Regions from separate parts of the Mus musculus genome. Here all the other regions are linked to region 3. Evidence: chromatin contacts called from public HiChIP or PLAC-seq and promoter capture Hi-C data. All regions are on one chromosome and are shown on one strand. Each heading gives the region's core, a stretch centred on a gene start, on an enhancer-like site or on the middle of the called end of the contact. The rest is flanking DNA. Distances are from core to core; before and after follow the strand shown.

Region 1 (4,108 bases), core at 547-3,046, 460 kb before region 3:
CCTCCAGCCCAGGGCCACACTGGTGCAGTTCCTGGCACCCCTCATCCCTAAGTCTCATTACCAGGTCACAGAGGGGCAGACCTTTGCTGTGGAGCACAATCCTCCAGCCTGTGCCCCAGGGAGATGAAGGAGGAGCTGTATCTATCCCTCAGCCTTGCACAAGCGGCCCCCACTGGGCGGCGGAAACAAACAGGTCTTTGCCTTCTAACCTTTGCCTTCTGGCCATTGCCTGGATCAAAACAGAAAAGGGCAGCTCCCTGTCAGGATTTCTGGTGGACTCTTCTGAAGATAGGGGCACAGAAGACAGAGCCCCGGGGAGTATCCCTGTCCCCAAATCCTGGCAGGGTCTTCCTGTGGATCTTATAGACATGTACAAAGCAGGGTCTGCCTACGAATCACTGGAGGGTGGGCCAGCTCACCGGTGAGGGAACCCACAGGTTGGGGCACAAGATCCAATGTCCCCTAAATAGACATGGAGTCCTGGAGAAGGACAACAACTGAACAAGGAACTGACCCAAGGCCCATGGGAGTTCTGAGGAAGGGCGGTGGGTGACAGAGAAGAAACCACATGTGTTCCAGATGAGAGAGACTGGTGCTGGACTGGATTCCCTAGAGGGGCCTCGGCTCTTTACTAGATGATCTGCAGGTATGAGGTGGAGGAGAGGACACAGACATAGGAGACTTGGGCCGCAGAGGACTGGTCTGGGGGCTGGAAATGGGGAGGGAGGTTGTGAGTACCCATTCTGAAAGCCACAGTTACAGGGAGAACTTTCTAGAAAGCAACATGACCCTCTTACAGGATGTGGAGAAGCCAGAGAAGTGGAAGCCCAAAAACACCCAAGGGAGTTTCTGATCCCGAGGTTACTGGGCAGGAGGGGAGATGAGGCAACAAAAGGTGGCTCAAGGGCTCAAATGGGGGGGCGGGCAGTGGAGAAAGTCCTCTCCAGGGCTGAGTCTAGGAGCGAAAGGCAGGCTTGTGGCTCAGAACCTTTGACTCCAGAAAAGGAGGTATCTAAAAAAGGTCTGTGCCGACTGAGAATATGGCCAAATTAGTGGATTGTCAAATGAGTGGTGTTGCTTGAGGGCTTATTGGACAGGAGTCCCTGAGGCCCACAGGGCATGTAACCTGGAAAGGGTTTAAGAGGCACTCTTAGCGGATCACCTTGTCTGAAATCTGCAGAGCGGCCCATGTATCCTGACCTCTCCCACCCATGGTGCATGTGTGGCAGCTGCAACCTTCCAGCCAGGAGCCAGATGTGGTTAAGTAAGGGACTTAGTCCTTCTAGAAAATCAAGACTGCAAACCTGAACGCAATGATGAGACCCCAGGACAGTGGACATTGAAAGAGAAAGGGGCGCGCTGAGTCACTTATTGTTCCCTTGGAGAACTCAGACCCATCAGGATTCGCACCTGCCAGGTCAGGATTCACCCGTGGAGGCTCTCTGAAGTCCAGGGTGCGCAAGGTTGGATCCTCAGGGTTACGGTACACCTGGTGAGGGTTCTCGGAAGGGACCCGTAGGGTCGGATCCAGGTCAGGGCCTGCTCCTGTGTGCCAGAGGGGAGGGAAAGGGAGAACGCGGGATGCAGACCTGCCAGGCAAGCTCAGCCCAGGAGATATACTCGGGGTTACACCGAGAGGGTCTGAGAGCTCGCTGCAGGTCCGCTGCACTAAGGCGCGGGCGCGGACCCTCATCTCTCCCCCTCCCCCGCGGGCCGCTCCCGCCCCCACCCCTCCCCCTTCGCCGCCGCCCAGCGTCGCCGCTGGAAAGTTTGCGAGCGGCTGGCGCGGAGCTGGCGCCGACCCCGATCACAGCGCGGCCGAGGCGAGCAGTCGCCGGCGCCCAGATCCGAGTACGCTCGAGGACCGCGAGGAGCGCAGCCCTAGCCCCGGCGACTGAGCACAGTGAGCACTAGGGTCGGGCCCCGAGGGGATGGTCTCAGGCTGTCTGTGGGGTGCTGGAGCACGAGCGTGACCTGGGCGCACAGAAGAGGGGAGCGGGGAGCTGGCCCTCGGGCCTGGACGTAAGCCAGCTGTCCCTGGGGTTTTGGGAGTCGCGGTTCTCGTCCCGGTCTAACACCTTATTCAAAACGGGAAATGTGTCCTACTGTCACGGTTAGGGCCACCTGATTCCCAACCGTCTCCTGCAGGTTAGGGGTCTCAACTTCTCCTTTCTATTTTCTGGGAGCGCAATCCAGGAAGGTGGGAGAGGGTGGGTGCAGACGTGGATCCTGCTGCCCCATTGAACGCCCAACACACTCCAGCTTCCAGCTTCTCACACTCCAAAGGCTCGCTCATCCCCTTCAGATGGATTCGCTTCCCCTTCCTATGTGTCCCTGATCTCCAGAACTTCCTAGCAGTGTCTCAGTCTTGCGGGTTAGATGTGTAGGCACCGTGCACTGAGGGTTTTTTTTCCCCTGCAAGCTCAGGTCATTGCTCCCCAGAGACCACCTTCCCACTTCAGACCCGCGAAGTTTTCTGTCGCAAACCGACTGATCCCTTACCTCTTAGCTCTCGCATCCTTCGAGGTTAGACCAGGCATATTTTGCTGTTCTTCTGTCTTGGAGACATAGAAGGGGGAATCTGAGCTCACCCGAGCCCGTGGGTATCTCCGCCCCTTTTCAGGGGAGGACTGGAGAACTAGGCTTTGTCACAGCCTGTGGCCCCTGATCCTGTCCCTGCCATAGGACTATGACCTGGTCTAGTTTCTCTGTTTTGACAAAAACACCCTTCCAGTTGATATCTCTGGGGATTCCTAAGATCAAAAACGTTGCTACTTTGGCTTCTAAGGAACCAAGAGGATCCCCCCCCCACCTTCCCTCGATGCCTCCCTTTGGCCACTGGGCCATCCATCTAACACCCTCCGCCACCTGCAGAGAAAATCGGTAACCACACTGCAAACACCCACGTGTCCTTTGTCCTGTTGGAGCTTGCTGGAAGCGGTGGTGGCATGGGACAATGCCAGTCCGAGTGGCTGGTGTGGTGGTGGCATGGGACAATGCCAGTCCGAGTGGCTGGTGTGCCAGATATGTGCTCTGAAGAAGGGGGATTGATTGATCTAAAGGCAAGACAGGCAAGCATCTTAGGGATTCAGACTTGCATCTTCCGTATTTCACCTACAGTTGGGTCTCACTGAGAGTCAGATTTCAGCAGCCTAGTTCAAGACGGGAAGAGGGTAGGGTCCCTGGTCTACTGTCCCTTATGTCCATCTGTTCCCTGACAGGGAGGGTAATAAGGTGGAAAAAGGACCAGAACTGCAGCTCAGGTCACAGGTGCGAGAGCGCGTCGTGCACACCTGGCTGCCTGTCACCCTGAGTATTTATCAGAGCTGATAGGCTCTGTCTGAGTGTCAGTATTTGCCCACCGTGGGGACAGGAGGCACACTGCGAAGGTACAGAGATTGCAGTCCTATCCTACTGACGACATAGCCTCTCTCCTTCAGTGGAAGGGAAAGGGTGCCGTGTTGCTCTTCATACATCTCTGCTCTCTTAAAGTCCAGACGTTTTCTGCAGAGACCCCAGAGTCTCAATTTCATGGGGCTGAAGTCAGCCTCAGCTTCCTGATGCCAGAAATCCCCCATCGTTATTCCATCCACAGGAATAGAACACTCACCCACCTTTTCTGCCACTTTTGTTTGAGAGACAAGGTTAGAGGTTACTGAACCCTTAGGGATCCAGCCCTGAGTGGTTTTGAGCTCACCCACTGTGGTCTCAGTGCTAAACTGTGTGTGGAAGGAAATCCTCAAGGGTTCTTGGTCTCGCCTTTGTTACTCTTTGTTATTTATTTATTTTTGGATTTTTCTTTTTTCTTTTGTTTGTTTGTTTTGTTTTGTTTTGTGACAGGGTTTCTCTGTGTAGCCCTGGGTATCCCTGACCTTACTATGTAGACCAGGCTAGCCTCAAACTCAGAGATCCTCCTGTCTCTGTCTCCCGAGTCTGGGATTAAAGGTGTGTGCCACCACCTATCGGTCATTGAACATTTACATTTTCAGGTTGGGCAACTGGGCTCTAAGGACCATCCTCCCCGACTGTCTTGATCTTCATCCTTGCAGGATCTTGGACCACATCCTTCCCCACCATGTCCCTTCCCTGTATCTCCACTCCCCATCTA
Region 2 (4,053 bases), core at 58-2,557, 510 kb before region 3:
TAAGCCGAAGGTTTTGTTTGTGAAGGGGGGTGATGAGCCTATCTGCTCTTTCTCTCCAGATGGCCCCCAGCACCGGCCCTCCCCAGCAGCAACCCCCTGTGGCCCAGCCAGCGCCTACACAGGGACCGCCAGCACAGGGCAGTGAGGCCCAGCTCATCTCCTTTGACTGACCTTGAGTCTGGCGCTCACCATGCAGAGTAACACTACAGTTCACCAGAAACCACTTATATGTCTAACTAGCCATTCCTCCCCTATTACTGCCCTGTAGTGTCCCTTCTGTGAGCAAGGGGTGGGCCTTCCCCCTTGGCCCTCTTCCCTGTCCTCGGTGGTCTGGCTCCTATCACTGGTTCCCTGCTTCAGTCCTGATGCCGTCTGACCTCCCCGGGACTGGGGCTCTGCAGGGCAAGTAGAACCTTCTCTGGAGAGTGCCCGGCTGTGTTGGGTGCCACAGGTGAATGCTGTGGGGATGCTTAGCCTGGCCCGGAGTCTGATGTGAACTAACTGTGTGGTGTCCAGGCCTGGCCCTGGTACCCAGAAGAACCATGTGGCTCCTGCACAGCAAGGGTAGAAGCTTTAGGTATCTCTGTCTCCCCTTCTCCTTGGATGTCATCTCTCAGTGCAGAGCAGTGAAAATAAAATGTATTTCAAAACTCTCATGATTGATTGTTCGGGCAGCAGGCTGGGTTGGACCAACAATTTAATAGTCTGCATCTGTTGTGGAGTGTGCTGGGTACTGGCTGAGAAACCGTGGACTTGCCAACAGTCTCCTTCCTGGTGGGGATTCTGCAGACTCATCTGGTGCAGGATACATCACCAGGCGGGTGAGGAAGGGTGCAAACGCGGGCTTTTGCAGCCCAACTGCCCTCAGGATTACCCACTGCTTAAGGTTTTAGCTCTCAATAGCTCACCCTGAAATATACGGTTCAACCTGACTTCTGTGAGGTCTCAAGTTTTGCTCTTTCCCTCCCCGCTAAGCGCCCGCCTTAGTGTGCACTCAAAGGAGGCGGTTCCGCCTAGTGAGCTCTTGGGAGGACTCCAGGCCCTTCCTTCTCCTAGGTTTAGAGTACTGGGCTCCTGAGGTTGCTAACCTCTTGGACCACTGAGTTGAATTCAAGGGGCTATGAGTTCCGTAGGTAAAGGGGTGGGGGCGCCTACTTATTCCCCTGGCGAGACAAAGGCGTGCGGAACACGACTGATGGAGAAAGCGCCAACCCAGTATTGTCTCCGCGCCTGCGCGTCGCACCGCCTAGTGCGTAATACCAGGAGCCAACCCGGGCTAGAGCGGCCCGGACAGCTCGCCTCCTCCCGGATAGAGCGTCGCTTCCGCTTAGAGCCGCGTGTGACCTTCCCGCTTGCGGAGCTATGCTGCCGGTGGCGGCTAGCCGCTGCCTGTGGGGGCCACGGCTTGGACTCCGGGGGGCAGCGCTTCGCCTTGCCAGGTAAAGCGGTGGTCTAGAGCGCCATTGCCGGGGCGGCGGGCAGGAAGTAGGTTCAGAGGGAAGGGGTGACGGGCGCATCGCCACCTTCCGCGGCCCAGCCTGCGGGGCGTGGAGAGGGCGGCTCGGCCTGGGCGACCTTGGGTGCAGGTACCTTTCGTCCCCAGCTTCCCGCCGCTGAGACCCATCGCCGTGGTCGGCAGCATAGCCCGAGCCCCGTGCTTTGGAAGGCTTGGTGCAGCACTGTGCACCCGCCAGGCTGATGTATTCCATTCAACCAGAAGCCTGCCGTTCTGGGCAGTATTGCAGACATAGTCGTGGGCTCCTGAGGCTCTATGGGAAATGTAGGAAAGCTTTTTCGGGTCCCTTAACCCCAGCTTGTGGAGCCTGGCCTCAGCGGTGGCAGACTGAGCACATGGATCTTGTACCCTTGAGTCTCCCGTTTTTTCTGATCTAACGGCTGTTTGCCTGGGGTAGGCAACAGATGCCCAGCGTCTGTGCAGCGCGGCAGTTGAGAAGCAGCAGCCACCGAAGGAGTGAAGCACTCGCCGGCGCACCTCTGGATAATGCTCCCAAAGAATACCCCCCCAAGATCCAGCAGCTGGTCCAAGACATTGCCAGCCTTACGCTCCTGGAGATCTCAGACCTCAACGAACTCCTGAAGGTATTAGGAGAGATCGGCACAGGCCAGGACTAAAGTCCCTGCCTTCTAGTTGTATTTTTACCAAACAAAGGTCAGAGGTCCCTGTCTCTTCTGGGGTGTTTTGGGAGTTTGGTAAATTATCAAATGTACTTTCCTAGGTGGTAGGGCCAAATAGGCTTGTACCTCCATTTGTACCTCCATTTAGGGTTTGATAAGCAGCCACTGAGACCTCTCCTTCATCCTACAGAAAACATTGAAGATCCAGGATGTCGGCCTTATGCCAATGGGTGGCATGGTGCCTGGTCCCGTCTCTGCTGCAGCACCGGCCTCTGAGGTGAGCCTAGGCCACAGGAAGACCCAGTTCTGTGTGCCCAGTTAACTGCCCGACTCAATAACTTAGGTATTTCCCTGTTCCTCCTTGAGTCTGTAGCTGTAATCCCTGTGTTCTGCTGTGGGCTCCCTGCAATAGCTTTGGGAAATTTTCTGCCGAAGGCATTCGAGATCTTTACTAGTGCGTGCATGTGTGTGGGTGTGCATGAGCAGGGGGTGGTCAAAGGTCAGCTTTTGGGGGTTCTCCCCTTCCGCATGGGTTCTGGGGATCAGGACCTCGATTCTGTAAGCTAGCTTTCCTTCTGCCCTCTGAGCTACACTGGTGGGAAAAATGATCTGAAGAGAGGAAACGGTACGCCAAACAGTGCAGCAGTCTTGAGTATTATTAAAAGTAGGGAGGGCACAGAGATGTTGTGGGAGAGTGCCTGCCTCAAGTGCACTGCACCAATTTGGACAGGTAGGGAAGAGACTTGGAATTTCGAGGAAGGCCTCTACAACATGACAATGTTGAATCAAACTTGAAGGTGTTGAGGAAGAGAAAGCAAGGTGTTTCTCAAAGAGTTCTGGCTGACAGAGGGTTTCCAAGTGATTTTTTTTTTTAAAGATTTATTTATTTATTATATGTAAGTACACTGTAGCTGTCTTCAGACATTTCCAGAAGAGGGAGTCAGATCTCATTAAGGATGGTTGTAAGCCACCATGTGGTTGCTGGGATTTGAACTCACGACCTTCGGAAGAGCAGTCGGTGCTTTTAACCGCTGAGCCATCTCTCCAGCCCTCCAAGGGATATTTAAATTTTGAGTGGGAGAAGCCAGGCAGTGGTGGCACACATCCTAACATTTGGGAGGCAGAGACAGACAGATTTCTGAGTTCGGGGTCAGCCTGGTCTATAGAGTGAGTTCCAGGACAGCCAAGGCTGTACCAAGAAACCCTGACTTGAAAAACCAGGGGGAAGAAATCTGAAGGGAGGGCCAGGCAAGGTAGCATACACTTTTAATCTCAGCACTTGGGAAGTAAATGCAGGCAGATCTCTGAATTCTCAGCCTTCCAGGGCAACGCAGTGAAACCCTATGTCAGATAAGTGCTGCTTAGTTTGTGTGTGTGCCACATGTATGTGGGTAGCTAGCGAGGTCAGAAGAGAGTGTGGGGTCCCTTAAGCTGGAGGTGAAGGCTGTTGTTACCAGCCTGACATGGGTGCTGGGAACTGAACTCAGGCTCCTATGAACAACAGAGTGTACTCTTAGCTTCTGAGCCATTTCTCCAGCCCAGACTTCACTTTTAAAGCAAGGCTAGGTCTCATTGCCTAAGCTGGAGTGCCTTTGAAAAAGGTCATAACTGTATCAGGATGCAGGCCCAATCCAGTTGTGTCCCAGATGGTGGGGCTCAAAGCTGGGACCACAAGAATAAGGCTTGAAATAGTTGTCACTCTAGCCGGGCCTGTAGTGTATGCCTTCAAACCCCAGCACTCAGGAGGCAGGTGAAACTGTTTGACCCAACCTGGTCCATAAAGTGAGTCCCAGGTCACCTAGGCCTGTCACGTAAAGAAACCCTGTCTCAACCCTCCCCTCCCATTCCACCCCCTCAAAAATGGTTCTGTCGTTGTCGTGGCTGAGGATTGAGGTAGTCCTGATGTTTCTGTAACCA
Region 3 (3,763 bases), core at 1,135-3,634:
CCAACCACCCACTTGTGGAAGACCCTGAGCAGGATATGCATCTGCGGGTTCAAAACAGTCTTTCAGCCTTTGTCTTGTCCCTCATATCCTGCCCCATGCTCTGGATGGAGGTGGGGAACCAGGTGGGGCAGTAGAGATGTGACTAAGTAAACTGCAACCCCAGACACAGCTTGCACTCTCCTGGAGAAAGGTTCCCATCTCTGAATGACACATGACTACCATAGCACAACTGGTTGTTATAATCAATCTTCAGAAAGCACAAAACCTTTTGGCAAGATCTCAGGGAACAAAAAGTTTCAAAATACCTATTTTCTGATGCCCATGAAAGGGTGGCTAATGGATTGGTTTTCAGTCTAGCTCCTATATCCTGAGGTTAAACTTCTGCCAAAATCTATTGTTCTATAAATACGCCAAACAGCTCCAATTTACCCAGCACTTTGACTCCCAAACATTGCCGAGAAGGCATCTGGCTCTCTACTTGGTTATAAATATTTAAATAAGCAAATCCTAAGTATCTCTAAAGCATATTTTACTCATCAGACCACTCTGGCAAGAAGTTCGGATTCAAAGGCACTCATGTGGCACATAGCAGGCTTACCCTGTATGCTAACCAGGCACCATAAATACTTCTGAACTACCCAAATGGGCCAGCTGTTCACCCCACACCACCAGCTATCAAGGTCCTGTGAGGAGTCAGAGTGCAAGTTCATAAGCTTGGGAAGACTAGAAGGCCGGCCCAAAGCACAGCTTCTTCCTGACTCTCCACTAGAGGTACAACAGCCAAACAAATGCAGGGATGGGCTACTGCTCAACAGAATATGGTTACCTCTAACAGGAAGTTCACCACCAGAAGGCTCCAAGTTCTCAAGGGGCTTTGGAATAACATAATTCTACTAAGAAATGCAGGGGGAAGTTTGTATTTAAAAATCCCCAACTATCAGGTTTAAGCAACCCTAAGCAACCCTCATGTCTACCTTGAGAATTCTGAGAGCCATCATGAGAACTTCCTTCCACACCACTTCTCTCCCCTCTGTTCTGCCTACATCTCGACATTGAATGCATCTGCATTCATCAAAACTTCATTCCTGTTGATTTCCGGGTGTCCAGTAGTCAACTTAGATGCTCAACATATCCTCAAGACCCCAACCAAACCAAGGCCTTTCAGGCCAGGCACAGGGAACATTTTCAGTCCTGATTTGGAGGAGAGTGGCAGCCAGGAGGCTATGGGTGATCCCTTTAGCGGGTCAGCTAAGTGGAGATGCCATTGTGGAAAAGAGCAGGCCCAGACTGCTCCAAGAACCCTCAGAAATCAGCCGGTCGTTTCCCCCATTTCTGACCGGGACACTCCCCACCTCCACACTACATCTGGCTTATTTTGACATTTCTCCCCCACACATGAAAACATCCAGGACGCCACTGCAGAGCTGAGGAACAGCACCAGACCCTTGGCGGAGCAGAGCATGGCCTTTGTTTACTGCGGTGACCTTAGGTGGGGGAGGATGCTGACGCCCGGCCCAGGCCCTGCCCCCTCCGGGCCCCACCCCCAGCCTGCTGCCCTCCCCTGCCCCGCTCTCCCCTCCCCCTCCCCGCTGTCCCCCCCCGGCCCCCGCCCCCAGTCCTTTTCCCACGCCCTCTGACACCCCACCACCGAGGCCCGCTGGCCCCCGCCTCTAGGCCTCCTTCTTCCTCTCCCGGGTCCCCGACCATCCCCAGACACGCTCCGAGCTCTGCCCCCCGGCCTGCAGTCCCCAAGACCGGCCTGTCCTTCCAGCCCTTCCCCGCACCCCACCCCGACCCGCCGCGCCGCGCCCAGCCCCCCGGCCGCGCTCGCACAGCGGCCGTTGGTGTCTGGCCGAGGCCGGTGCCCGGGCCCTCGGCTGCGGGGATGCCGAACGTCCACTCCGGCCCTCCGCAGGCCTCGGCCTGCCGGGGACCCCGCCCGCCGATCCGCAAGGCCCCCGGGCGCTCGATGGCGCCGGGCCTCACCGAGATAGATGTCTCCGAAGGAGCCGCTGCCGATCTTGCGGCCCAGTCGGTACCTGTTCCCGACCCTCAGCTCCATGGCAGCGGTGCGGCTCGCTACTGCCCGCCCGGCCGCTTCCTGGGTCTGCGCTCCGGGAGGCGGCGCCGCTGCTGCCGCTACTGCGGGTCCGGTCCGACTCCGCCCCCCTCACGGCCCCGCTTTCACCATCGCTTTCCGGTCGCCCCGTCGCTCTCAGCGCCTCAATACGGGGCGGATGGGACAGTCCGAGCGCCGCCGCCGCTGCTCCGGCCCTTGCCGGCCCCGCTCGCCCTCTCCCCGCCGCGGATGGACTCGGATCTTCCGGGCCTAAATCCCCCTTCAGCTGCCTAAAGGAGCCGCCGCCATCGCGCTGTGACGTCACTTCCCCTAGCAACCCAAGGGGGCGGGGCCACCGTGCTCGGGGGCGGGGCTTGGCTACTTGATGGATTGCGCAGTCGCAACCAGGCCTGTTTCTCTGTCCCAGTGTCCACCGTTCCCGCAGGATGACTCCAGCTGGTCTCTTTGGTCTTCCCATTTGTCTCCAATAGAAGTCCGAGGAAGCTAAGCCATGTGTGGTAAGAAATGCCTGTAGTTCCAGCCCTTGGGAGTTCGAGACCAGCCTGGGCTATAGCGACCCTGCCCCTAAACAGGCAGAGAGAAGCCGAATAGCAGTTCCTTTTGTAGACCCCGGGAAAGGCCCTTTACAGATAGGGGAAAAGGGCAGAGAGGGCGGTCCAGGCCTAGCTCTGAGATCACAGGTAGACAGTTAGCTTTTGTAGGAATCACCAGTTGTGGGCTTTGAATGGTGCAAAACGTGCCTGCTGCTGCCTGCCAGCTTCTTGCACACAAGGGTGGAAGAAAAGAGGTCTTCCTGGGACCCACTGTGGGCAGGAAGGTCAGTGTTGAGTTCACTGAGGGTGTAGAGGGTATGTCTCAGACTCTGATCGCTCTCCAGGGCTGTCTGCCTGGAGAGAGAGTCAACATTTTTATCTGGTCTGCATTGGATCTGCATGTTCCCCTGGCAAACACAAACATGAATTCTGAAGTTCAGGCTGACGGCCAGCTTCCAAGACTTGGCTGTCCATTCTGACCACTGAGGAGGGACTCTGGAGGAGCTACCACACAGGAGGTGCCCCCTAACCAGGAGGGGACAACCTTCCAAATAGATGCTTTTCTAGGCCCACTCTCACCCAGCCAGAAACACGAGAGTCACAGATGAGTGTAATGCTTCTATTTGGTCAGCTAGCACCCGTAGCATCTGCACAGGGTATCACGCTGCATGACAACTCAGCAGCCCTGCAGAAGCACGTGGAGCTGACATGTCTTCTAGTCTCCCAGCTCCACCACCCTTCCTTTTGGTGGTCCTGCAGTGCCTGCCTGCACACAGTTGGCAGTCAGGTTGGGGAGCATTACACAGCCGGAGACAGAAGACACCACAAGGCAAACTGAAACCAGTGGTCACTGAGCGGCAGGTATGGGAACTGCCTAGCTTTTTAGTCCAGGAGTCAGAGCCAGATGCGGCCAAACTAGTAAAAATAATCTTACTGACAGAATTCAAGTATAATTTTTTTTCTGTTGATGAACAATACCTAACTTCATCTGAGAAGCCCCTATATTGAACTGAAAACAGCAAACCTGGTATCTGGCCTAACCTCTCTCTTACCAACCTCGGGCCTGATCTTTGCCTAGCGGTCTTCCCTCTGGGAGCACCTGCTCTGTCTGGAATAGAGAGCCGAGGGTGTGAGCTGCTGCGTGCCTAGG
Region 4 (4,168 bases), core at 305-2,804, 480 kb before region 3:
GCTAGCTTTACAAAGCTTTGTCTTTGCCGTTCTTCCTTTCATGGAGAGGCACAGCGGAGAACTTCTCCTGGAATCCCGGCTGCTCCTGTAGCTCCCACTGACTCATGCCGATTCAGCAGCGGAGGACTGGTGGTTTCTGCTAGATCCTGCCCTTGCCGCTGATTCATGTTTGCTATCCTGATGCTACTGAACTGGACTGCTGATATCCTGACAAACAGAGATGGAGTCACCCTAAGGAACTACTTCTAAACAGCTCCACAACCCCTTGTCCTATCTTTTCTCCCCTGCCTTTGGATGGTGGGCTAGAATTGAGGTCAAAGCATGCTTATTAAAAGTAGGTTTAAAAAAATCAAAGCCTACATGCTGTAAGTGTCCATTTTGGCATTTTGGTTCCTTTAAAAAAAACCCACAGAAATATTGTAAGAATGTGTTTTTGGGGGGCTGGAGAGATGGCTCAGTGGTTAAGAGCACTGACTGCTCTTCCAGAAGTCCTGAGTTCAAATCCCAGCAACCATAAGGTGGCTCACAACCATCTGTAATAAGATCTGATGCCCTCTTCTGGTGTGTCTGAAGACAGCTACAGTGTACTTATATATAATAAATAAATCTTTAAAAAAAAAAAAAAGAATGTGTTTTTGTTTTAATCTCAGGTGCGAGGATGGGGCTGCCTCGCAGCAACTGCCTGTGATTTGCCTCGTGCTCTAGCAGGGGTGTGATTTTGTCAGCCGCAGACAGTTTCTGCAGTTATGTGGTGTTTGGAATTCTGGGGCGTTTTGAGAGGTATATCTATGCTAGGGCCCTGAGAGGTGGGGTTGTTGATGTTGTGAGTTGGTGGTTGGTTCCTGTTGGTAGAGGTTTGCTAAGTAGACATGCCTAGAGAATAAACAAGAAGAGATTAGATATCCTGATGGCAAGGATTAAATTTACCCCCAAGGAGCCTGACACCCCTAATTAGCAGGAAATCTAATGATAAAGTCCCTTTTCCTCTATATCCTTTTTTCTCTCCTATCCAGTATTAGGGGGTTGAAAGGGTGGAAAGGGTAGAAGAAACAAGAACCAACAAAGTAGCCAAAGTCAAGCTACAATGTGCCTCTTTGGCCTCTTCCTTTTGTTTGTATCTTAGCTTTACTTATTTTATATATACACAGGTGTTTCACCTGCAGGTGTCCATCTACTCTGCATGCTTGGTGCTGGTGGAGGCCAGAAGGGTCAAAGCCTCTGAGACTGGAGTTATAGCTGGTGTGAGCTGCCATGTGGGTGCTGGGAACTGAACCTTTGAAGGAGCAGCCAGCCACTGAGCCATCTCTCCAGTCCTCGGGTTCCCCTTTGATCTATGAGGCAGTCTCTGCGTTGTTCTCCCACATGGATGGGGATGGGATTCCTGCCTCAGGTGAAGAACTTCCATGGTAGAAAAAGTCCTTGTCTGGGGCTTTTGGGTCTTTGTTCCCTGGCTGCTCCCGTCTTGGTCCTTGGGAAGCCTCCACCCGGTGCTCTCTTGAGCTGACAGTTAACTCTGGCTCTGCCCTTCCTGCTTTCCAGCTACTGCTGACTCACACTTGCCCTGTCCCTCAGGTCTTTAGCTTTTCTCCTAGTCACCTCTGCTACCTTTGTTCCTCCCAGGTGACAAGCTGTGAATGGAAGCAACCAAAACTGCCCTTTGCTCTGTCACTTGAGGATGTCAGAGGTCAAACCTAGACAACCCTCAGCTCTTAGTTTCGTTTAGATTCTATCTGCAGGCAAGGACTTGTCAAATTAGACATCACGTTCTGTAGGCAGAAAAGAATGGGGAGGGAACTCGGGAAGGAAAGAGTGGCTGTAACAGGTTATGTCCCTGTAGAGAAGTTGGCGAGGACAACAGGAAAAAGCCACTTCCTTAACTAACACCGTAGCAGAGGATTAGGGCAGAGGGTATTCCTGCTGTCTGTTGTGGCCTGGAGCTAGGTGTGCTTCTTGCTGTAATCCTTAAACTGGAGGCCAAGGCAAAAGGATTAGGAACTTAATGCTCAGTAGTGAATTGGAAACCAGCCTGGGCTTACATTGAGAGACCAGTGGGGGGTGGGGGCGGGAAATGGGGGCCGCTGGGACATCTGGCGTGGGCTCCTGTCAGCCTGATGATATCTGGAGCATAGACACCACAACCAGAAGCAACGTGGGGTGGAAAGAGTTTATTTCAGCTGAAAACCCCCAGGTTACAGCGTGGAGAGTCAGGGAAGAAAGTGAAGGCAGGAACTGAAGCAGAGGCCCCAGAGCAACGTGTTTATCGGATTGCTCTACAGTTTGCTTTCTTTTCTACCCATCCTCCACCCCACCCCACCCCCGAGGAGGAACAAGGGAAGCTGGATCTTACGCGGGCAAGAGAGAGTGCACACTGAGAACAGAGAAAGCCGCGGGACAAACCGTCACAAAAACAAAACACAAACAAACCCCCAGAGACCAATGGCAAGCTGGGTAAGCAGACCCTCGCTGGACAAGCATGAAGAAAACCGCGATTGCTCTGGCCAGCAAAACTTGGAGGCTTAAAGGAAAAAAAGAAAGGAAGAAAGAAAGAAAAGAAAGAAAGAAAGAAAGAAAGAAAGAAAGAAAGAAAGAAAGAAAGAAAGAAAGAAAGAAAGAAAGAAAAATTAACCCCCAGGAAGCACCCCTGTGAGGAGGGCAAAAAGTAGTGCGCAGGGAGGCACGAGGCAGAATGACCGGAACACACCAGGCACGGACCAGTGAGTGGATCCGCATGCTTTCTTAACACCCCAGATGTCCAAGATGACACCTCCCACTGTGAGCTGTGCCCACCCACATCAAACATAATTTTTAAAATTGCCTGCAGCCAGGCAGTGGTGGCACACACCTTTAATCCCAGCACTTGGGAGACAGAGACAGGCAGATTTCTGAGTTCGAGGCCAGCCTGGTCTACAGAGTGAGTTCCAGGACAGCCAGGCTACAGAGAAACCCTGTCTCGAAAAAAACAAAAAACAAAAACAAAAAAATTGCCCGCAGACTTACCTATAGGCCAGTGTTATGGTGAACCTATCTAGGGCTTCCAAAGCCCACAGAGTTTGTCTCCTAGGTTCAGGCCGGCTCTACCTCACAGCTGCTAATGTCGTTAATGGTCATCCCATGCTACTGGTGTCTCCAAGACGCTGGGGTCTCCATTGCACCTTCACCCGTCTCCTCTGAGCTCTCTTCAGGGATCCTGACTCTGCCACACAGTGCAAACCCTCAAATTCTCTTCAAGAGCCTTTCAGGGATGGGGTTCCTACTGCACCTAAGGGTGCAAGGTCACCTCTGTCCTGACCTCTCTTAGTGCCAAGCCTCAGCTGCTTCCATGACTCTTCAGACCTTCAAAACCAAACCATGCCCAGAGGGTGGTGGTGAACCTCAGCACTCAGGAGGCAGAGGCAGGTGGAGCTCTGTGAGTTGGAGGCCAACCTGGTCTATAGAGGAGTTCTAGAACAGCCAGGGCTGTGCAGAGAAGCCCCATCACAACCAACCAACCATGGTGCAGTCAGGAGGAGGCACTAAGAAGTCAGTGATAGGTGGAGCTCTGAGAGTTCAAGGCCATCCTGGTCTAGCATCCAGGCCACCCAGAGTTACATGATGAGACCCTGCTTTCAAATATTACATATATATTTGGGAAGGGGGATTTTTGTTGTTGTTGTTGTTGTATTGTTTTTACATTTCCATTACTGAGTTTGGCTGCCAACATGAGGTACAGCCTTCGCCTACTTGGGACCACAGCTTTTCTTTTTCTTTTTCTTTTTCTTTTTCTTTTTTTTTTTTTCTTTTTTTTTTTTTCTTCTTTCTTTCTTGTTTTTTTGTTTTTTTGTTTTTTTTGTTTTTGGTTTTTGGTTTTTGGTTTTGTTTATTTTATTTTATTTTATTTTATTTTTTGAGCTGGGACCACAGCTTTTGTGTGCTTGCCCTGAGGAACTACTCCCAGGTTTGTGATCTCAGTGATTCTGGTCTCTTTGTTTTTAAGCAGGGTCTCCCTATTTTGTAGCTCTGGCTGGCCTCAAACTCACATAGATCCATCTGTCTCTGCCTACCGAGTGCTGCTGCAATTAACGGTATGGTCTGCCCAGATGTTTAATTATTTTATTTTATATGCATGAGGGTTTTGCTTACTTGTGTGTCTGTGCACACAGTGCATGCCTAGACCCTGAGGAAGTCAGGA
Region 5 (4,105 bases), core at 847-3,346, 370 kb before region 3:
CATCCGTATGCACACCCACGATGAGGTAGTCCCCCATGGCCCGTGCCTGCCGTAGCTGGTTGGAGTGGCCATAATGCACCATGTCATAGCTGTGAGGACAGACAGGAGACTGAGGGTCTTGTGTGGGATGCAGCACGGCTCCCTGAGAGGCCCCCACCAGGGCTCCTAGCCCAGATCCCGGTGTTGGGCTTACAGCAGAGAAGTCGGTTCTCAGTTGTCCATACCCTAAGTACTGGACCTAGGGCAGGACTGGGTGCCAGGTCTAGCAAGAGTGGCAAATTCAGGTACAAGGCCTGGCTGGTGAACTCCCAAGACAGCTGTTCACTGGCAGATGCTTAACCATTTCCCATGTCTTAGACTGCCTTTGCCCTGTTGGTGCCTCCTGCTATGGGCAGGCATTTCAAGCTGCTTCAGTTCTTTTTCTTTTTTTCTTTTTTTCTTTTTTTTTTTTTAAGACAATAAGGTCTCATGTAGCCCAGGCTGGCCTCAAACTCACTATAAAACCTAGGACGACCTTCAACTCTTGACCCTTTTTTTTCTGTCCTGGAACTTACTTTGTAAACCAGGCTGACCTTGAACTCAGAAATCTGCCTGCCTCTGCCTCCCAAATTCTGGGATTAAAGGTGTATACCACCACGCCCGGCGACTTTCAGCTCTCAACCCTTCTGACTCCATCTGCTGAGATTCCCACCCAAAGCCAACTGTTGGGTGCTACAAAACAAATGTAGGACCTTGTGCATGCTGGGCCAGCATAATACCAGCTGAGCTAGCTACACTCCCAGCCCGCAAGATACAAGAGATTATCTAGGATTTGAATATGGAACCTCCTGCACCCTAAACAAGAATAGTCCCCCTGGATCAACAAGCCACACTCAAGCTTGGAAACAAGAGATCAGTCCTGCATTGGGAGCAGATACTTCCACCCTGACACAAGTGGACAGTTCCCCACCCCCAGGGCTGGCTTAGCTCTCTGAGAGAACAAGTGCCTGTCACCTGCTTTTATCCTCAAATCTAGGTCTGGCCACAAGTACTTTGTCAAGGTCAAGCTATGCAGAAGCCAGCAATATGCTGGACACTGAGGATATCCCAGTGGGATATCCCTGGGACCACCTGTATTCTTTGCCATGGGCCAGTGCTGGGCCATAGGTTCTGCTCTGCTTCCTCTAGAGCCCTAGTGGGCTATCATCATGTCAACACCACAGTGCACGGGGTGGGAGGTGGGACATGATAACGGGCAAATTCCAGGACAGCCCTTGTGCCCACTAGACAGGCAGGGCTAGATCAAAGGTCAGAGTCTGCATCTGGGCTTGTGGCACCATGGTGGGGCCAAGGTCATAGTCCACTGACACGAAGTCAAAGCTGGTGACTCAGGTGCAAAAGAACAGAAGGGGACTGAAGTTGTAATTCAGTGATGGAGCACTTGCCTGTACATATATAGCACACAAGGCTATGGTTCCCATCCTCAGCAACCAACCAAAGACAAACAAGAAACGCACAAAGTCTAGCCTATTCCGCCATGAATGCCCTGAGGAGCCCTGGTGACCATTCCGAATGCCTCTCATCCACCAGGGGTAGGCACGACGAAGGGCTGAAGATGGTAAGTTATAGAAAGGCCAACATCTTATCTCTTCGGCTTGTTGACAGCTCCAGGACTTTCTTGGAGACGTCACGGGCTGATTTGCCAGAGAAGCTCACAGCCTTCCAGCCCAGGTAATTTGGGTAAATGCCCAAGGCGAACAGACAGCCGCATTTCCGGTTTTCGGGGAGCGCACCGTCTGATGCACCCGTGTCTGTACGCTACACTCCTAAGTGACCGGAGGCCAGGTTGCCTCGTGCGGCCTCGGAAGACTCCGGTTCCGCCAACGGCCGGTGCGTGACGCCCAGGTGACCGCCCTCCCCTCGTCGCCCCACTCACCAGCCATCGCACCACACCCGCACGATGCGCTGATCTCCCGGACCCTTCAGCCCAGCAGCGCTGGCAGCCCCGTGCCCGTTCCGGATCATGGCACCGGAGGCCCCCCGCAAATCCTGGCGGCTCCCGCGACACACAGTACCGTCGCCCCGCCCTCGACGCTTGCGCGTGCTCACGCGGATCTCACCCGCTTGGCGCAGCCAATGGCGTGCGCCAACCAGGGCCCCGCCCCCAGCCGGGCCACACCCCCCTCCGCCCAGATCGAGCGGCCAATGGTCTGTGTTGCAGGTGCCCGGGCTTTGGCATTTGACTTCTCCACAGACGAACGGGGCAGGTTAGCACCACAACTGTGCGTGCAGCTCACCCCGTGCCTTAAGCATTCTTAGGAGCCGGGCAGTGGTGGCGACCCCTTTAATCCCAGCACTTGGGAGGCAGAGGCAGGAGGATCTCATGAGTTCCAGGACAGCCAGGGCTACACACGGAAACCCTGTTTCAAAAAAACCAACCAACCAAAAGCATTTTCAGGGGCTGGGTTCTTCAAAAGCGCCTCGATGCAGGCCCTCAGATGCAGGCACCTCGGTGGTGCGTGTGACAGTCATCGGGACACCAAAGCAATTGAGAGATGTTTAATAAGACTTGCTCAGACTGGAGGCTTAGTTAGATTCTCCCTGTGCCGCATACCCAATACAGAAAAAGGCTTCTATAAAGTGAACACTTGTACGTGATAAGGAGTAGAAAGAGGGAGGCCCTGAGACTAGCCTGGAGAGTGAGGTAAGGCAGTGGTGGACTCTCCTGCTGGCCAGGCCTGGGAAGGGCCGGAGCTCTTCTCACAGAGGCCTTGCTGCCACCTTTGTACAGGGGTGAACAGGAGGGAGGTGTCCTTGAAGATCAAGCCCATAGCGGGGCAGTCACAGCAGTGCAAGAGAGCCTTTCCACAAGGACAAATGGCTAAAGACGACCGTCACCGCGAAGCCGGCACCCACTAGAGCCGGAGGGGGCACTCTCGCCTTCACGGCGACACGGGCGGAGCCCCTGAACAAGGGTCAAGCCATCTGCAAAGTGCCAACTGTTCTTTGTCAACTCCGGGCTATGCCACTTTCTTCCTTTTTGCACGCTTGGCACAACCCCTGCCAAACCAGCCTCCTAGGATAGGGGGAGCTGAGGCAAGGGGGTCACTCTGGTCCCCAGGTGGGGCTTCTTCTCTGCTTCTGCATAGTGACTTCCTACTGTGGCTGCCTTCTTCACCAGCACGGAGGGGGGTCGCCAAGGAGAAGATTGGATCCTGCCACCTAACAGAAAGAAAAGCAGCATCAGGCAGGTCTGAAAACCCCTCGAATCGCAACCCTCCCAGGCACAGGAAAGCTGTCTGAGGCCACCTGCCATCCCACCTATGTCTTAATCTGGGCTTTGGCTGGAAGCAGCGTCAGTGACACCAAGCTGCAGGGGACACCAAGCTGCAGGGGAAAGTCTTCAGGGCAGCAGCAGCCCTCGCTCGACAGCCTCTTCTGTCTCACCCACTGTTGGTGGGAGCTGCACACATAGGAAGGGGTAGTGCTAGCCACAGGATGGCCTCACCTCCAAGGATAACTTGCTAGCAACTCTGGGCCCCGTCTCTCACTTGTATGGATAGGGGCAGATGGACCAGACCCTTTTCCCTTTCCCAGACTGCGTGACAGGGATGGGGGCGGGAAGAGGCCGGTTGACTGGGGAGGTGTGGCCTACAGACTACACCATGAAGAAATCATGTGTCTGATTGAAATGTAGAACCACATATTATAAACGTAAGATAAAAGTAAGCACTGATTAAAAAATGAGCTAAGTTAATGTTAAAAAAAAAAAAAACAACAACAACAACCAATAACAACATCAACAATGTGGCACAGGAGAGGCCCACGTCACAGAACACCACAAACATAACATACAAGAATTGCCAGGCCCAGAGGTGAAGGGATCCTTAATTTCTTGAACCCTTTGATTAAAAGAAGTTATTGATTTCCCCTATAAGACCCTGAAAATTCACAGAGAAAGAAAGTGTAAACTTTTCACTCAATATACACACCAAGTCTAAATTATCACAATTCTGTATCAAGGCAATTTGCTTCAGTTTTCCCCAAATATCCCCACACCAAGGACAGAGATTGTGTCTGACCAGAGCTGCAGTTCTCACCCCTCTCGGCTGTCCACCCAGGCTGC
Region 6 (3,549 bases), core at 699-3,198, 430 kb after region 3:
AGGGTATAAGTTATAACTTTGCTCCTGCAGGGGAACGTTTCTCCAGCAAAAATGTTGTAGCTCTGCTCCAGTGGGGGAAAATTTCCTCAAGACAAGTGTTACAGCTCTGCTCCACAAAATCACACTGCACAACAAACCTCATACGAGATATTTATTGGGAGGGAAAACCCAGGAGGGTGGCTGCCTCTGCTTGGATGAGAAGCAGCAGGGAGCAGAGCAGAACACAGGCTTTGTGAGGGGTTTCTTGGGGTGAAGGTGGGGAGCTTTCCAGATTGTCCTGGAGATTGGTGAAATTTTTGTGGCCTAAACTTGGGGCAAGTTTAGAGATTGGCGTGATTTCATGTTCAGGGATTGGTGTTTCTGTTTCTTGGCCCTGGATTTGGCTTGGAGTCAAGTCAGGGTCAAGGTGTTTTTCCCTTTGTCTCTGGTCCTTTTACTCTACGTTTGGGACAGGGAGGGCTGGAGAGGGTCTTTATAACCATTACAGCTAGCAGAATAAGGATAGACAGGCAGAGGCAAGAAGTCAGTTCTGGGTTTTGTTTTGTTTTGTTTTGTTTGTTTGTTTTTGAGACAGGGTTTCTCTGTGTAGCCCTGGTGTCCTGGAACTCACTCTGTAGACCAGGCTGGCTTTGAACTCAGAAATCCACCTGCCTCTGTCTCCCAAGTGCTGGGATTAAAGGCAAGTGTCACCACTGCCCGGTAGTGGCAGTTCTGTTTAATAAGACTAGGTGACTGGCGTTGGTTCAAACTTCAAGTCTGACCCAGTGTAGTTTATTTAGGCATATTTTAGTCGCAGCACAATTTAGTGAAAAATTTCCTGGTGATCAACTCAATCTTGTGTGCAAAATAAAACTTAAGGTGTGAGTATGTTGAAACTCTTTGTGACGTACATGTGACATTGTGAAAGCCAAAGTTATGTTTTAAGTTTTAATTACTATGCCTAAGCGATCCATGAAAAAAAAAAATGCATCTGACCTGTAAGCTCCTTGCCCAAGGACAGATACTTCTTGAAATGCTAAAGGCTATTATTTATGGAAAATAACAAGTCACGAGTTTTCACTTCTTTAAACAAGTTTATTTGGCCCATCTATACCAGATCTGCTTGCTCACACGTGGAAGGGAGGTATATGAGTAGGAAATACGTCAGAATGTATGCTTGCCACTGATTGGACCTGACTGGAAATGCGCTGAATTGTGTTTTTTGCTTTTTTAAGCCCCTGCAAAATCTGACTGGGGCCATTTCCCTGGGAACCTGGGCAAGGATCTGACCAAAGTACATCCACGTGGGCAGTACTTAAAGTATTAAAGCTTACATGAAATTTAATTTAATTTATGTGGTCTTATTCTTGACCAGTGGGATCAACATCTTAAAGATCGGTTCTGTAGATTGACAAACTCATGAGAAGGGTTTGGGAGAGGATCCCGTGTGGTCCAGCACACAGATTAGTACAAAGGTCCTGGGCAACTACATCTGCTCACAGGCTATGCATCCTTTCCTTCGAAGGAACAACTCTGCGTTACATTCCTGGTTCTACTAGTGCTTAACTTGTAGGCACAAGGACCTCCATACCTCCCACAGGAGGGCAGGCCTCCTGGCCAGGGAAATGGTCTCGCGGCCAGCACATCCCTGAGAAAGGATGCGTCATCCTCTGCAAAACCCTAAGGGCTCAGCTTCACCTCGCTGGCGGTTTCAGACAGAACCCGGAGCGGAGGGAGCAACCTCCGTCCTTCTACACAGCTGTCTGGGAATTGTTTTAAACAGGTTTGAATTGAGAGAGTTCAGCACACCAGAGCGGGGAGGCTGGGCGCTCCACCCACTTACCACCCGGCTCCTGCGCTCCAGCAGCCAGAGAAAACTTGGCAGCGGTCTCTCTGCCTCTCAACCAATCCTAACCAGTCAGGCCACGCCCCTCCCAAAGGTTTCCCCGCCCCTTCCTTCTTGTCACCCAATCCCGTCACTGGTCTGTGTCTACCCCGCCCCGCCCCTGTACCCGCTTCTGCTCCAGGCCTGAACTGGGTCGGCTGGGGAACTGCTCTCATGGAGACCCTGCTTAAGCGGGAGCTGGGCTGCAGCTCGGTCAAAGCTACGGGTCACTCGGGAGGCGGGTGCATTAGCCAGGGCCAGAGTTATGACACGGACAAAGGACGAGTGTTTGTGAAAGTGAACTCCAAGGCAGAGGTAGGGCCACCGGCGCTGGGTGAGGGTCGGGCTCGTTGACCCGAGGCTAAAATGGGGCGGTGGTTTGGGTCCGGGGTGTGTGAGATCCTGAGCTGACCCGGGTTGGGTAGCGCTAGAGACTCAGTCTTCAGCGACAGTCTCTGCCCGCTGTCCACAGCCCGGCGATTTCCCTTTGGCCTCCGGCTTCCCTGCCCTTGCCCGCTGTGCCCGCTAAGGCAACGGTGGCTATGCAGGTGCAGCGCGTGGTATTCAGAGATTGCTATGCCCGCTTCTTTGAGAAAGCCTTCACGTCTGGCTGGTTAGTTTTGAGAAACGCCAGAGTACTCGTGTTTATCTGGAGCTTATTTCAAAACTCAGATCAAAGATCTTAAAGGATCAAAATAACACACTCATCCCACCACGTTCTGTTTGAGAGTGAACTTTTTCTGAAGCGCCCAATGGAAGATAGGGTGAGAGCCCCAAGGCTTCAGTTGTGTTCCTGGTTGCTGCTGTCCCTTTGTCATTTTAAGCTGTTCACTCCAGGTTTTGTTTGGAAGGGACGTGGATGGCTTCTGTAGAACTTGGCAAAGTTTTTTTAAAGACGAAACTGAAGGTGTTTATCTTCTTGTTAAGCCCTACACACCCTCCACGTTAGAGTTGGTTTCTGTCACTAAGGCTGACTTCCAAACTCAACCCTTTTGTTTCTGTCTCTTGGAGTGCTGGGATTGCAGGTTCTAGCCACGAGCCTAGCTTTTTGCATTTGTGGTCATTTTTCTTTCAAGAAAGGAACCTGCCTCTCCCATGTGTGTTAACCTTTGGAATACCCTTATTTTCTCAGGACTTGCCTCAACCCCTGTCTTCAGCCATCAGTTTGCCCTCAGCCACAGTCTTCGTGGTCTCCTGCATGTTCTACAGCTGGGCCTCTCTGTTCTGGTTTTGCTTGTTTTTATATAGTAGCCTTTCTCTACAGCCCTCAGTATTTCCACTTTGATTTGTTTTTTCTTTGTGATGACAGGTTGAACCCAGAGCCATGCACATCCTAAGCAAGTATGATACATACCACTGAGCTGCATCTTCAAACTAGTGGTGTGTGTGTGTGTGTTTTCTGTTGTTTGGAGTTGAGTTCAGGCTCTTTTCTCTCTTTTTCTTTTTCTTGTCTTTTTTCTTTTTGGTTATTGTTTAATTTCTTGAAACAGGATCTCACTACGTAGCCCAGAATGGCCTTGAACTGACAGAGATGTGCCTACTTCCTTCGAGTTTACATTCTCTCTCGCAGGAAGTGGGGTTTGCTTGTTTTGAGGCAGTTTCCATCTGTATGTAGCCCAGGCTAGTCTGGAACTTACTATGGAATCCTCAGCCTCTCAAGTGGTAGGATTCCATATGTTAGCCAG
Region 7 (3,849 bases), core at 1,085-3,584, 440 kb before region 3:
AGGTCTCATGTAGCCCTGGCTAGTCTTACATTTCTGATCCTTCTGATTCCACCACACAAAGAGTTGGCATGACAGGTGTGTGCCACCACTCCCTGCTTCAAATTGTGAGGCTTATAGCGACTGACCAGCCAAGCAGGAGCCACAGTGCTGTGACAGCTCGGGCCTGCTTCCAGATGACAGTGGCAGGTCATCAGACCTAGAACGTGTATCCTATTCTTTCCCGGGACTAGCAAACTATTAGATATTCCCTAAATGGACCCAAACCCAGACTCCTTCTCCTGAAGGACCTGGCTCTCGTTGCACTCCTGTCACATCGCTGTCTAAACGTCCTGGACACTCCCCAGAAATCCACCAGCTGATCTCAACTCACTGGGGGCCTTTGCTTGAGCCTGCCCTGTGTTTGAAACATGGCGTCCAGAGGGAAGACCATTTTATCTCGGACGACCACCCCAGGATCTGGGCTGCTTTTGTCAACAGGGTACGATACTTCCGGCCACCAGCATGTCCAGCTTGCCCACAGACAGGCCCCGGGCTTGCGCAGAGCCACTGCATCAGGACAACTGGGATGTGGGCAGGGCAGGTAGCCGGCAAGGACACCGGCGCGGTTTGGGGAGGCTGGCCTGCGCAGCTCAAAAGCAGGGAGCGCCCTCAGAGGCTGCCCCGGGACCGCGGGCGTCGGTTCCCGGGGAGGTGGGGGGGCGGCCGCCACGTCCGCACTCCGTGGAGACACCGGCCTTGTCTCTCCCCGCTCAGGCCAGGCGACCCAGCGACACCAGGGCGGGGCGGGGCGGGGCGGCCAAGGTCCCACGGAGCCTGCAGCGCCCCGCCCCGCCGTGCCTCCGCGCCGCGCCTTCCTCACCTCGCCCTCCTCGCCGCCGCCGCTGCCGCCGCCGCCGCCGCTTCCAGTGGGCCGGCCGGAAGTGACGCGGCGCGCAGGCGCAAACGGCGCGGGCCACGTGATCGCTGGCGAACGGAGTGCGGCGAGGTCGGAGGCGCGCGAGGTCGTCCCGGAAACACGGGTGGGTGTCGGGGGAAGGGAGGGGTTGCCGGGCATCTCTGAACAAGAACATCGGCGCACCGGCCCCGGACACGCATTTCCCCGGCCCTGCGCTGCCAGCGAGCCCCCGCGTACCTGGCGATGGTTTTGTACTGGACTGCGCTAATCAAGTCATCATCACAGCTTGGGAATTATGTTTATTGAAAAAGTAAAAAGTATCACCATTAAAAAACAAACAAACCTGGAGAAAAAGCCAGGCCAGAGAAATGGGTATAGGGGCAAGAGGGTCGTTCCCCACAAGTCCTAACCAGCCTGGCTGCCTCACTGCACATCCAGTGGGCACTCTAGTCCTTGGGGCAAGGTGCTTGCCACTTCTCCAAGGAGGCGCAAGCCCCAAAGGGCTCTCCTGGCTCAGTCCATGCTGGTTCCTTTGAAGAGTTCCACCAAGTCTTTGAAGTCCGGGTCAATAAGGTCGGAGGGCAGATCGCCATCATCATTGGCTGCATCTCTGTCTGCCCCCAAAGAGATGAGATACCTGAGGTGTGAAGGGCAGGTGGTTAAAGCCTACTCAGCCCACTCCGGGGCCAAAAGGCTAGAATATTGGGGTCACCTGTTTGTTTTTTCCAGGCAGAGTGAGGAGGAAGAAACCTGACCCCTTGGAAGCTGTGGCCAGATTTTCCGGCTTGCTCTAATGTTGCAATCGGGTAGAAACTGCCAGAATCCCTGAGTTGATGCCTACATCCTCAGAGCCATATTTTGGGGGGGTCCACCTGGAGAGATTAGGATGAAACCTCTGAACCACATTCCATAGTCTCACCTGGCTATGTCAGGGTACCCATCACTGCAAGCGATGTGCAGTGGTGTCCAGCCTGTCTCATCCCGCTGGTGAATGTCAGCCCCGTATTTGACTAGCAACTTCACACACTCTAGGTTTCCAGAGAGCACAGCTTCATGCAGAGCAGCCAGTCCTGGGCAGGGTGGGAACACAGGGTCAAAGCTGTAACCCTCAGAAGAGGATCTCCCCTGCCTCCTTATGGACAGAAGGCCAGACTCTCAGTTATCTACTCACCTGAGGGATGGATAGTGTCTAGGGAGACTTTCCGAGCCCGGATAAAGCGTCCCACCTGCTCCAGGTCGCCTTGTCGAATGTGGTCCAAGAAGAGAACATCGTTAGGGAAGCGCACGCTCCGATCGGCCAACATCCGCCGCCTCCGCTGTCGGGGGCTGTAGCGAGCATAGCGGACCGTTCGGCTGGGCATCCTGGGATTGAGGTGGGCTATCTCTGTGGGTATGAGTGAGAAAGTGTCCCTACCAGACCAGATCTGTGTAAGCTCTCCTGCTCGACAGAACCTCGATTCCAGCTTATAAAGGGCTTGCGAGGCTATATAAAGCCACGCAGTCATGCTTGCAGACGCGAGGGGCTGAAACTGAGCTGCTCCGCGCTCCCTGAGCACAGGATCATGTTTAGTGGCTCATCTTTCAGCACACCTGTCACTATGTCCGGCCAAAGGGGTCAGATCCTTCCTGGCTACTACTCCCTCTCCGCAGCTGGACCTAGAAGGTGCCTTATAGAGGACAGAAGGACTAGGAGAGAGTCCATGAAGAAAGCTGTGGATGTGAGCTCAAGGGCATCAAGAGGGTCTAAGCTTAAAGGATGATGGATCACCTGTCTACCTACTGGGAGCTGAGCTCCCTCCCCATCTGAAGAGCACCAATCCATTGTCATTTAGGAGGTCACAGCCCTGTCCATTTCCCAATGTGTCACTCTCACCTCTCCAAGAGTAGATTCCCAAAACTGCCTTTAGGGTGCATCATACTGACATCTCAACTCTACAGACAGATCAACACTACTAGTCCTATGGGACTCACCCAGCACACACACATACTGCCTCTGTTTTCTGGACAGCCTATGGACTCATGTTGAAGATATCCAGTCTGATCCTAAGAGTCAGGGGATGGTTTCCATTATGGGTGAAGAAAGGGAAGGACCCCATACAAAGCTTCCTGCAGCTTCTTTGCCAGCTGTCTTGCTTTTACAACAGGTTCAACTGTGGTGTCAGGCGATGCTTGGCTTGGGGGTATGAGACTACCAGGTAGACAGAATGCAAGAACAGAGTTGGGCCAGAGGAGCCCAGAAGCTTGGCTGTGGAGCTACAGATAGCTCCCAACTCAACAGCTTCCCCTGCATCCCTGAATGCTAATGGTGGACTCTGCAGATTGGGTTAAGCCAGAACTTAAACCCTCATGGTTGCAGTGGCTGGCAGCCTCATACCAGGAAGGGCTCCTTCTGAGGTTCTGAGGGAGCCTTTGCACCAAGCTTACCAGAGTTTACCAGCCTCAGTCCTTGGTGTTCTTTGGCTTCTAAAAGTATCACACAATCCCTCCATTCATATCTAACGCTGCTGTCTACGCCTGTGTCCAAATCCTATGCCCCCACACATACACTTTTCTTTGTAACTCAGGCAAACTCCTGAGCATCCTGCCCTCAGTTACCACCTGCGAGTTTACGAGGGTGCACTACCACAGTCAGTTACCCCATTACTTTTTTTATTTCCCCCCACCCCCAGGGAAGGTAGTTGTTTTCCAGGTTGGCCAGTCCTGAACTCAGAATTCTCCCTCAGGCTCCTCAAAATTGTGCTAGAATTACAGGCCTGTGCTGTCACATCTGGCTCAGATAGCTCCTTACAAAGGCATAAATGTTCTTACAAAGATTTAGGGCACAGTGCACTACAATATGACCTTATCCTATTACCCAAACAGTCACATTGAAAAGTATCAAGAGCAGCCAGGCACAGTGTTGCACACCTTTATTTAATCCCAGCACTCAGAAAGCAGAGGCAGGCAGATCTCAG

Evidence for each region. Promoter capture Hi-C pulls out the DNA fragments that hold promoters and counts their contacts. HiChIP or PLAC-seq counts read pairs in DNA pulled down with a chosen protein or histone mark. Capture Hi-C pulls out chosen DNA fragments and counts their contacts.
Region 1: a contact with region 3 is called in an H3K4me3 HiChIP or PLAC-seq map of embryonic stem cells, with 12 read pairs. The contact joins the promoter of Gcgr here to the promoter of Csnk1d in region 3. A contact is called at or near these places in 1 of 484 Hi-C or Micro-C datasets (CD8 T cells), 5 of 115 datasets of contacts at active chromatin or transcription factors (embryonic stem cells, epiblast stem cells and pancreatic cancer cells) and 1 of 9 other capture datasets (liver).
Region 2: a contact with region 3 is called in a promoter capture Hi-C map of neutrophils, with 4 times the contacts expected there. The contact joins the promoter of Mrpl12 here to the promoter of Csnk1d in region 3. A contact is called at or near these places in 8 of 39 promoter capture datasets (the C10 cell line, cranial neural crest, embryonic stem cells and 4 more), 2 of 484 Hi-C or Micro-C datasets (CD8 T cells and embryonic stem cells), 5 of 115 datasets of contacts at active chromatin or transcription factors (double positive thymocytes, embryonic stem cells, memory CD8 T cells and 1 more) and 1 of 9 other capture datasets (embryonic stem cells).
Region 4: an H3K27ac HiChIP or PLAC-seq map of double positive thymocytes shows a contact between it and region 3, with 5 times the contacts expected there. The contact joins the enhancer-like site here to the promoter of Csnk1d in region 3. A contact is called at or near these places in 1 of 39 promoter capture datasets (pre-B cells) and 4 of 115 datasets of contacts at active chromatin or transcription factors (bone marrow-derived macrophages, double positive thymocytes, embryonic stem cells and 1 more).
Region 5: a promoter capture Hi-C map of liver shows a contact between it and region 3. The contact joins the promoter of Pcyt2 here to the promoter of Csnk1d in region 3. A contact is called at or near these places in 3 of 39 promoter capture datasets (frontonasal cranial neural crest, neural stem cells and neutrophils), 1 of 484 Hi-C or Micro-C datasets (CD8 T cells), 6 of 115 datasets of contacts at active chromatin or transcription factors (bone marrow-derived macrophages, embryonic stem cells, memory CD8 T cells and 3 more) and 3 of 9 other capture datasets (adipose tissue, liver and pancreatic islet).
Region 6: a promoter capture Hi-C map of pre-B cells shows a contact between it and region 3, with 2.3 times the contacts expected there. The contact joins the promoter of Fn3krp here to the promoter of Csnk1d in region 3. A contact is called at or near these places in 4 of 39 promoter capture datasets (embryonic stem cells, fetal liver, hippocampal neurons and 1 more), 2 of 484 Hi-C or Micro-C datasets (embryonic stem cells and liver) and 2 of 115 datasets of contacts at active chromatin or transcription factors (bone marrow-derived macrophages and embryonic stem cells).
Region 7: a promoter capture Hi-C map of pre-B cells shows a contact between it and region 3, with 3 times the contacts expected there. The contact joins the promoter of Ppp1r27 here to the promoter of Csnk1d in region 3. A contact is called at or near these places in 6 of 39 promoter capture datasets (cranial neural crest, embryonic stem cells, hippocampal neurons and 3 more), 1 of 484 Hi-C or Micro-C datasets (CD8 T cells), 4 of 115 datasets of contacts at active chromatin or transcription factors (embryonic stem cells, epiblast stem cells, large pre-B cells and 1 more) and 1 of 9 other capture datasets (adipose tissue).

The regions. Positions count from the first base shown.
Region 1 is chr11:120,528,931-120,533,038 of GRCm38.p6, forward strand. Gcgr (glucagon receptor) reads left to right here and starts at 1,797. Exons shown (of 14, transcript NM_008101.2): 1 at 1,797-1,903.
Region 2 is chr11:120,483,330-120,487,382 of GRCm38.p6, forward strand. Mrpl12 (mitochondrial ribosomal protein L12) reads left to right here and starts at 1,308. Exons shown (of 5, transcript NM_027204.3): 1 at 1,308-1,439; 2 at 1,914-2,100; 3 at 2,327-2,413. The coding sequence starts at 1,363. Hgs (HGF-regulated tyrosine kinase substrate) reads left to right here. Exons shown (of 22, transcript NM_008244.3): 22 at 60-655. The coding sequence ends at 170.
Region 3 is chr11:120,988,949-120,992,711 of GRCm38.p6, forward strand. Csnk1d (casein kinase 1, delta) reads right to left here and starts at 2,385. Exons shown (of 10, transcript NM_027874.2): 1 at 1,987-2,385. The coding sequence starts at 2,062. It overlaps LOC115486436 (a long non-coding RNA gene), which reads left to right and starts at 2,416. Exons shown (of 2, transcript XR_003949839.1): 1 at 2,416-3,763.
Region 4 is chr11:120,508,562-120,512,729 of GRCm38.p6, forward strand. It overlaps Gm39490 (a long non-coding RNA gene), which reads left to right. Exons shown (of 2, transcript XR_880363.3): 2 at 47-189. Among named protein-coding and RNA genes, the nearest start is that of Gm39490, 4.4 kb to the left of the region's middle. Within about 2 kb of position 1,555, at least 143 of the 459 cell types and tissues checked have an H3K27ac peak or open chromatin away from gene starts, as enhancers often do. A contact at or near this core is called in bone marrow-derived macrophages, double positive thymocytes and pre-B cells, where this site is marked.
Region 5 is chr11:120,615,849-120,619,953 of GRCm38.p6, forward strand. Pcyt2 (phosphate cytidylyltransferase 2, ethanolamine) reads right to left here and starts at 2,097. Exons shown (of 14, transcript NM_024229.3): 1 at 1,916-2,097; 2 at 1-89. The coding sequence starts at 2,004. Sirt7 (sirtuin 7) reads right to left here. Exons shown (of 10, transcript NM_153056.3): 10 at 2,523-3,201. The coding sequence ends at 3,000.
Region 6 is chr11:121,419,425-121,422,973 of GRCm38.p6, forward strand. It overlaps Fn3krp (fructosamine 3 kinase related protein), which reads left to right and starts at 1,949. Exons shown (of 6, transcript NM_181420.3): 1 at 1,949-2,179. The coding sequence starts at 2,039.
Region 7 is chr11:120,548,798-120,552,646 of GRCm38.p6, forward strand. Ppp1r27 (protein phosphatase 1, regulatory subunit 27) reads right to left here and starts at 2,335. Exons shown (of 3, transcript NM_026814.3): 1 at 2,067-2,335; 2 at 1,815-1,965; 3 at 1,178-1,532. The coding sequence starts at 2,256. The coding sequence ends at 1,409. Mcrip1 (MAPK regulated corepressor interacting protein 1) reads right to left here and starts at 930. Exons shown (of 5, transcript NM_001033231.4): 1 at 860-930.